3 separate regions of the Sus scrofa genome follow, and all the other regions are linked to region 2. A link is a contact called in public Hi-C and HiChIP or PLAC-seq data. All regions are on one chromosome and are shown on one strand. Each heading gives the region's core, a stretch centred on a gene start, on an enhancer-like site or on the middle of the called end of the contact. The rest is flanking DNA. Distances are from core to core; before and after follow the strand shown. Region 1 holds the start of ZNF277 (zinc finger protein 277). Region 2 overlaps DOCK4 (dedicator of cytokinesis protein 4). Region 3 overlaps DOCK4 (dedicator of cytokinesis protein 4).

The links. Hi-C and Micro-C count contacts between places; a contact is called where the count stands out from the background. HiChIP or PLAC-seq counts read pairs in DNA pulled down with a chosen protein or histone mark.
Region 1: an H3K27ac HiChIP or PLAC-seq map of alveolar macrophages shows a contact between it and region 2. The contact joins the promoter of ZNF277 here to the enhancer-like site in region 2. A contact is called at or near these places in 3 of 5 promoter capture datasets (fetal liver and liver), 12 of 47 Hi-C or Micro-C datasets (alveolar macrophages, brain, embryonic fibroblasts and 5 more) and 2 of 2 datasets of contacts at active chromatin or transcription factors (alveolar macrophages and skeletal muscle).
Region 3: a contact with region 2 is called in a Hi-C map of liver, with 4 times the contacts expected there. The contact joins two enhancer-like sites. A contact is called at or near these places in 1 of 47 Hi-C or Micro-C datasets (liver) and 2 of 2 datasets of contacts at active chromatin or transcription factors (alveolar macrophages and skeletal muscle).

Annotation. Positions count from the first base shown.
Region 1 is chr18:33,421,551-33,424,325 of Sscrofa11.1, reverse strand. ZNF277 (zinc finger protein 277) reads left to right here and starts at 1,311. Exons shown (of 12, transcript XM_021079287.1): 1 at 1,311-1,440. DOCK4 (dedicator of cytokinesis protein 4) reads right to left here and starts at 1,127. Exons shown (of 54, transcript XM_021079277.1): 1 at 723-1,127. The coding sequence starts at 759.
Region 2 is chr18:33,721,129-33,724,161 of Sscrofa11.1, reverse strand. The region is part of intron 16 of DOCK4 (dedicator of cytokinesis protein 4); the gene reads right to left. Among named protein-coding and RNA genes, the nearest start is that of IMMP2L, 280 kb to the left of the region's middle. Within about 2 kb of position 1,616, at least 14 of the 83 cell types and tissues checked have an H3K27ac peak or open chromatin away from gene starts, as enhancers often do. A contact at or near this core is called in alveolar macrophages, brain and liver, where this site is marked.
Region 3 is chr18:33,452,321-33,455,129 of Sscrofa11.1, reverse strand. The region is part of intron 1 of DOCK4 (dedicator of cytokinesis protein 4); the gene reads right to left. Among named protein-coding and RNA genes, the nearest start is that of DOCK4, 31 kb to the right of the region's middle. Within about 2 kb of position 1,284, at least 3 of the 83 cell types and tissues checked have an H3K27ac peak or open chromatin away from gene starts, as enhancers often do. A contact at or near this core is called in liver, where this site is marked.

The sequences.
Region 1 (2,775 bases), core at 62-2,561, 300 kb after region 2:
CCATTATCGCTCCACAGCTGTCCTCCATCACCACCCCCACCGGCTCACCCCGGGCAGAGAGGGTGATCAGAAGTAAAAACATTGCTGAAATACCGGTTCCCCTCCAAAGACCAAAGAGCAGAGCGACGCAGATGTTGAAATTTACCAATCCCCCCCGCCCGTCAACACACACACAGGGTAACCCGGGATGAGAGTCCCCGGCCGGACTCTGTCTGACCGTCTCTTTTGAGGACGGTGCCACATTCCGCACTCTGGGAATGCTGAAGGGAGGCAGAGGGAAGGTTCTGCGCCTCCCTTCTGTTTTGGGGCTGTTCACTTAGCGCGATTGTTGTTGTCTCCCTCTCCACCCGGGAAATCGTTACAGCCCTTGCCGCCTTGGGGAAAGGTAGCAGCTGGAGAGGAACGCGGTTCGCTCTCCTCTTGCAACTTGACACACACACGCCCCGTCGCCACTACAAACTCCGCAGGCAGAGCCTGCAGCGGGCGGGCTGGTCGCGCGCTCCCCCCAGCCGCTGCCCGGAGCGCCCATCAGACGCTGAGCGGCGAGACCCCAGAGCGCACCCCTCTGCCCGGAGCTGGCTGGGTAAAGCCCCGAACCCGCAGCGCGATGCCAGGATGAGGCATTTCCAGCCGGGAGAAGAGAGAGTCGCCAGGGCAAGGACGCGAAATACGCACCCGCTCCGGCCAGAGCGGAATAAAAAGTTCGCCCCGCGGAGACTCACCCACGCCGTATTTCTCGTGCTCTGTAGGTATCCACATGGCTAAAGAGGGGTTCGGGGTCTTCGGGCTTTGTAATCCCCTCACCCCTTCTCCAGCTCACAACAATGCACAGCTCCGGAGTAGCGTCTGCAGCGCTGGAGCCCGGCGGCTCCGCGCGGGCTGCGGGCGCTGGGCAGGGTCTGCACTGGAAGCTCGCGAGTCCGAGGTTGACACCGCGCGGCCGAGGCTGCGCCGCCCGCCGCTCTCCAGGCGGCGGCTGCTCACAGTCCTCCGACGCGCTCCCGGGAACCCAGCGGCGCAGTCATTGTTCTGATTCACTGAACTAAGCGAACACGCCGGGGCACTCTCGGGCGCACCCCCGCCCGCCAGCGCCTCTTCCAGCCCTCCCTGCCCAGAGCCTGCGCAGCACACTGGGAATTGTAGTTCTGGGTCTCTCCATCCCGGAAGGGGGCGTGGCACTAGCATGTAGGGCGGGGTTATGTTCTGATCGTCACGTCCTATTGGCCCAGAACGTGACGGCACGGCGTGGGAGTGGAGGAAACGCCGCGTCGATGGGGACTTCGTTTCTAGGCGCGTTTCCATTGGTTGCGCTCCTGCCCGTGACCCTCCCTTTTTTCTTCAGCCGCGTAATGGCTGCTCCCAAGACCCAGGGGGCTGCTCCCCAAAAGGAGGAAGACGGTGATGGCAGCAGCGGCGGAGCCGGAGTTTTCACTTATGAGGGTGAGTACAGTACCTCTGAGGTGCAAGTGGTTTATTTTCCTTTTTCTCCCACCTAGAGTGCAGCTGACTGCGGGGCGGACCCCAGCTCTAAGGCCACCTGGGGGCGCGAAGGGGCCACATGAGGGGCCCCGAGGGACATGGTGGGGTGGGCGGCGGCAACTTGAAGGGGTCTTTCTGAGAAGGAAGAGAAAATGGGATGGAATGGCTTTTCCGAAGCCAAGGAAGTTCTCTGAGCGTTTATCCTGCCTTTGGAGCTCGCACCTTTGCGCTCTCTGCCGAGTGAGTGGGCGTGGGTCAGGTCAGGTTCCGGCCTGTGTGCTGTTAACTCTGGGATTAGCAGCGTTTTCTTCGCCAGTACCCTACCCCCGCTTCGATTTGCTTGCTTTGGCCTCTGAAGATAAGTTTTATTTGGGTTCGGGCGGATTTCCAGTTGCAGACTGGTCGCTGCCTTGCACGCCCCAGATTTTCTCAGTGGCTGGCTCGTGCAGCCTCTGAAGGGAGAGTGTGTGGCTCTCAGAGCTTCTCCCGTTGCTCATTGACTGCCCTTGGCATTCTCCGGGATTGGTGGAGCTGGGTCCTTGGAGCAAGAGGAAAGAAGCGGCAATTGGCTCTCGTGGCTTGAGAGAAAATCTTCACAGCTTCTTTGGCTTTACCTAACTTTCAAGTTGTCCTTTTATCCGGTGCAGAGGGCAAAAAAATCAAACTTTGAAAGCTGCTGGGGGATTATCTTTAGAATTCCTAGCCCAATTCTTTTACCTTTAATCTATATATTTATCCCCCACCTGACTCCCTTCTTTTTTGATTTGATATGTAACTTAACACAGCTAGTTGTCTTTTTCTAATGGACATGGTTTGGAGCTTCATTTTAGTTCTCCATCCTTATTGCGGTTTTGTAAAATTTCTTTCTTTGCTTTTGCATTCGTGGTTAAATTGACATTTTTGTCTTAGCACACAGACTGTGCTATGTCTTCCCACTTCCCATCCTAGTGGAACCTCCTACCTCTGAAATTATTTCAGCACTTCTGCCAAAGAAATCTTTGGTAAGCTCCGTACTTAAATATTGAGTTATATCCACATCCTAAACAATTCATTCCAGGGTTGGCCATATAGTCAGATCTTATCTAACAGTAACATACTCTTAAGGTTTTCCAGCTTCTCAAAATTCCAGAGGGTTACGTGTTTGAACATTTGAAGGTGGAATCCTTTGTAAATTGATCTCATAGATTAACTCATAAAGAAGAAAATGGTGTGCCTTTCAAAAACATTGTAAAACTTTTAAATATCATTACTTGTTTTTAAATTATAAAACTTTTCATTATAAACTGTTCAAACTGT
Region 2 (3,033 bases), core at 367-2,866:
TTATAACGATGAATACATGTCATTATACATTTGTCCAAACCCACAGAAGATACAAAACCAAGAGTGAACCCAATGGTAAACTGTGGATTCCGGGTAATGATGAAATTCAATGTAGGTTCATCCTTGGTTTAAAAAAAAAAAGGACCATTCTGGGGAGGGATGTTGATAATGTGTGGAGGCAGAGAGTGGACAGGAATTTCCTGTACTTTCTCAACTTTACTGTAAACTAAAACTGCTCTTTTCAGAAGTCAATTAAAAACATATCATTTGGGTTTAAAAAAAAAAAAAAAAGTCCATCCAGGAAAACATCCAGAAGGATATACACTAAGGGGTTAACAGTTAACGTCATCTGGGAGTTCCCGTCATGGCGCAGTGGTTGACAAATCTGACTAGGAACCACGAGGTTGCGGGCTCAATCCCTGACCTTGCTCCGTGGGTTGGGGATCCGGTATTGCCATGAGCTGTGGTGTAGGCCGGCAGCAACAGCTCCAATTAGACCCCTAGCCTGGGAACCTCCATATGCCGCAGGAGCGGCCCTAGAAAAGGCAAAAAGACAAAAAACATCTCATCTGGGTAATGAGAGTCTGCTGTTTTTATTTTATTTTTATCTGTATACTGCTTTTGTAATGAAGGGGATTTTAAGTTAAAACTTTGAGAAGAAATATTTTAACAGATATACAACTGGTATAGTTTAGCTTATTTTGAGTATAAATTAATATAGTTTTAGGAACGTTATTTCTTAAACTTTGTATATTTTCAAGGCCAGTGTCTCAGTAACAGGTAGGAATTTAAGCAGGGAATCCCTCTGGCTTTCTAGACTACTTGGTGTGATTTACAAAATTAAAAAAAATAATAAAAAGTAAATCTTTAAGAAAGACCTGATATGTTCAGAGATGGAGAACTGGGATATGACAAGATGTTCTTCCCAGCACACCTGCCCACCAACAGGAGTACCAAGAAACACAACAAACAGCCTCCGTAATTTGCTTCTCATGTTATGACTCCAAATGCCTTCTTTTATTACTACAAGATATTTCATTTAGACAGAAGAATGTATGTATGGTTTAAAGAACATTTATAAAGTGAACACGTCATATGCTTTCCTCAGAAAAAATGCTTAGGCAAAGTAGTGTTCTGGAACCCAGAGACACTGTCTCCCTTTTCCTTGGTCTTGTTCAGTGGTATCAGGGTTTGGAGGACAGCAAGCCATGCGTCACAGGGCCCCTCAGTAACCTGATTTCCTGTCTGGACCTCGTCTGTGGGGTTAGGAACATGCTGTGGTCTGCCATCCCCAGCCTGACTTGTGCTGTGTAGGCTGAACCACTACTTCCTTTTGGGACAGGAGGCTCGTGCAAACCCAGTCTGGACACTGTCTCGCTATTTCCAGGCTTCCTCCCCAGGAGCTGCATGCTCTGGTCTGGTATGCGCCATCTGTTCACAGGAGTCCTGCCCCTAGAGACAGGGCTTCTCCCCGTACCCACCCCCTGCCCCCGCCAAAGACAGCCTGGCTCTTGAGCACTTCTCAAAGCGTCTTAGGATTCTTGCTTGCTGTGCTCGTGGAGCTCAACTGGCAGTCAGGGACTGACCACTTCTGTGATGGAAGACGCGATGGCTGTGTTGTGCCTGTAGGGGGCACTGTAACCACAAGTCCTGGCTGCCTTCACTGGGGCCAATCTTGATGACCTGATCATTGCCATCTGTTCTTGTTCACTTTACTTCTCCCCCAGCCTGTGGGGGCCAAGACTGCAGCACCAAAGTCTCTCTGGTTCTGAGGTATGACACCTTGATAGCTTCTCACAGCTAAACTCTTATCACCCTTATTCAAGTACAAAAAACAACAACTAATAAAACATCACTTTGGATAGAAAAGTTATTTTAAGAACTTCCACCAATAAAACTGGTGTGTGTATATGTGTGTTGTGTGTATCTTAGTATTGGTGTGGGGAGGAAGTGGGAGGGGGCAGGAATTCTACCCATCAATTCAGTAAAGTACATAATCACCCTTTGGTCTCTATGAACCTTTTGATATAATATTTACCAAAGCTTTAGAATTGATTTTTTTTTTTTTTTTTTTTTTTTTTTTTTTGTCCAGTAGGAATCAAGGCCATATGCTAGGTATTGGGGTTAGAATTTTAATCTATTTCTGAGGAACTTAAATGGGGCAGGCAGAAATTACACAGAAAATCTCATTGCTTATCTTCTCTTGTCCTCTGAGGTTTTCCATGTGCATCCTTAACACATCACACAACTCTGGAGATTTTAAAAACAATTCAAGCAACCATCATTCATGAGGGCTTACTAAACGTCAGGCTGAGCACTTTGTATTTTCTTATTCAGATAATAATCCTATGAGGTGGGATATTGTAACCCAAAGAGCTTATGCGACTTGCTCAATGTCACAGTGTTGGTATGTGTCAGAGCTTGGACCTGAACCAAACTTTGTGGTCACACCTACTACACAACATAGTGGTTGTGACCACAATTGCTCTTCCACTATTGTTTTAACCAAGTTTTGAGTTTTGCTACATCAAATTTAAAATTGATTGATTATAGGTAACATACTAAATGTCAGGTATGGCTAAAAAAGATATCCCCACCCCCGCAACCCATGCCGACTTTCGTTTTCAAAAAATAGGGTATGTTTGTGGGAGATATCCTGGGAGAGAGAGTGGTCTGTGCAGCTGAAGTAGTTTCATTATTTTTAAAAATAATTAATTTTGGGGGCGTTCCCATCATGGCTCAGTGGTAATGAACCCAACCAGTATCCATGAAGATACGGGTTTGATCCCTGGCCTCACTCAGCAGGTTAAGGATCCCGCAGTGCCATGAGATGTGATGTAGGCTGCAGACAGGGTTCAGATCCCAAGTTGCTATGGCTGTGGCGAGGCCCGCAGCTGCAGCTCCAATTCAACCCAAGCCTCGGAACATCCATATGCTGCAGTTATAGTCCTAAAAAGACCAAAAAAAAAAAAAAAATCCATCTTTAAGAACATCCTAACATGTTTAGAGAAGCAGAATCAGATTATTAGAAGA
Region 3 (2,809 bases), core at 35-2,534, 270 kb after region 2:
AAAGCCTATTCCCTCTCCACCTCTAATAGGAAGCACATCATTAGAGGCATGAGATCTCAAATAAAGGCTATTTCCAGCATATGAAGAAAACAAGTGACTTTTAGATACTCACTGCCAGTGTTAGAAAACAGAGGTAAAAATCAGGGCAATTGCTCCCTCCAAAGCCAGACTACACTAATTAACTAAAATTATAGCAATTCACATGTTCAAGTGTTTATCTTCTGCAAAAGAGATAAATTCATTAGCTTGCAATCTATCGTTAAATAAAAGAACCACAATACGGAATGGTAAATATTGCATGATCCTGTTGTTAAAATACATCAAATACAGAAATAAAAAATATAAAGACATGAAGGATAGACTTTAAAAAATAACTGTAGGTTATTTCTGATGATGGGGTTATAGATGATCCCTTTTCTTTATACTTTTGATAGTTCCACATTTGCAACCATATAATGTTATCTTCTTTTCTGCTATATGGATACACAGGTAAAAATGACAGCCTATTGTCCTGAAGGATCTTCAAGGGTAGACCTTAGCCCAGAGGACACAGACTCAGATCCAAACAAAATCTGGGAACTAGAAAGAAGCTTAATGACCTCCTGTGAGCCTTTCACGAGAACCAGTCTGATCACATGAACATTTATCATTTCACTGATGCCAAAGACATCTGGCATGTCAACAGCTCAAAGGCCAACCAATGATTACCCAGAATCCAATGTAATCCCTCTGACATTCTATACTTTTGCCTGATTAATTTAGTGTCAGATTTTTTTGGGGGGGGGGGGATTCTGTTCAAAAACCAGGGAGGAAACAAACTGCTAAAAAGCATGATCTCCCATGAGCATTGTGTAAGAAAGAAACAGCAAAAGGGATGACTCCCACCCCCACCCCCCAATTTATAATTACTTTTCCGTGTTTCAACACAACTGTTTCAACTCAGGGGAAGGAGGGAAATGTCACTCTGGACAATAGCCCTTGTTGTACTAGATTATTTTCCATTGTCTCTTTCTAAAGACTTAGTGGCGAGGCAGCTGTTTTGCAGGCAGCGGGTCCTCTTATCCCGGTTCCCTAAGGAATCATTTCCTAAAGAGATTAATAACAGAGCCAAACAGAAGTGGCTTTGAAGCCTGCCTTGCTCTTTTAAAGGCAAGCAGCACTTAGCTCAAAAGGGTTCCACTGGGATCTTGTCTGGCTTTCCAAATAGTTATTAGTTGGGCAATATTTAGGAATCACCTGCTCCCAAAGGCTACCGCACACTCTGAACACACTACAAAGACCTGCGGGAGACCTGGGTCATGGCTATGCCAGCTCAGGGAAAGCTTGAAAATGCCCAAGGGCAGGGTCTGGCCAAGCACAACCCCACAGCAAGACACTACCATCGGCAATTCCAAGTGGAAAAGGGTCCCCAAGAAAGTTTCCTTAACAGTATCATGTCCAACAATACAGTGAGCAAAGTAAGTCAGGAGATCAAGCAGGGTATCTGCACAGCCTGTCACAGGGGCACTGGACCTCCAGCAGCAGCCCCAGCAGGTGACCCATAAAACACCTCAGAGAGGACAGCAGGGTGCAGGGGGTGGTTTCTGAGCCTCCCAGTGCAGGCTTTCCCTTCCTCTTTCTCTTTCTCTTCCCCCCCCCATTCCCTCCTGGTTCTCCACCTGTGTTATGCTCCACCCTGGCCTGCCAGGTATCATTGGGACCATGGCCGAGACCATGCCATCTGCAGACTCTCACCCTTGACCTGCTGAAGCTCTTTGACAATTCAGCTGGGTGTGAGAGTCCGTGGGGTCCCATCAGACTTTAGTACACAATCTGAAAAACAGAAATTGTTCACACATGCCCACATCATCCGAAAAAGACGGCCATAATCCTTGAAAACACACTCTGCCTTTGTTACCTTGATCTGCTATCCTCCAAGGACCCAGACGACTCAGAAGCTCATCTAATTCACTGCTTCAGGGACAGCTGTGGACATGCCGTCACGGAAAGGTACTAGGGTGCAACCCTGCACCAATTGCAAGCTCACTGATGTTTTGGTAAAAGGACCCCAAAACCTTCTCTTTACCATGACGCCAAACAATTAGACACACACATGCACACACTCATATATATGAAAGAAAACATGATTTTAGGAAATAAAGGCAGGTTCTCAAGTAATAACAATAATTACACTATTTTAATTAAAAGATCTCACCACCTTAGGACAGTATAAGATGCTTCCCCAGTGCCTTTCTTCGTGTGACCCTAAAATACTCCAGAGATTTATAACATCTGATTTTAAGGCTCTGTCACTTCCATATTGTGCTCCAGAATGACTGGCACCTGGTTCTCACTAGATGATGGTTTATCTCAATGTTTTCCAGAGAGTTTTTGTTTGCATGCCTGCTAAAAGAATTATAACTGTGTTCCCCCCTGCACATGTTTAAGTTGACATATAAGGTTTTTCGTCTCAAGTTTTTTTTTTGTTGTTGTTGTTTTTTTGGTTTTTTTGTCTTTTTGCCATTTCTTGGGCCAGAGGTTCCCAGGCTAGGGGTCGAATCAGAGCTGTAGCCGCCAGCCTATGCCAGAGCCACAGCAATGCGGGATCTGAGCCGCGTCTGTGACCTACACCACAGCTCACGGCAACGCTGGATCCTTAAACCCACTGAGCAAGGTGAGGGATTGAATCCGCAACTTCATGGTTCCTCGTCAGATTTGTTAACCACTGCACCATGACAAGAACTCCTTCATCTCAATTTTAAATAGTATGAAAGAATCTAATTTCCAAGACATCGTATAATGACATTTGAAAATTAAAATGTAACCTGAT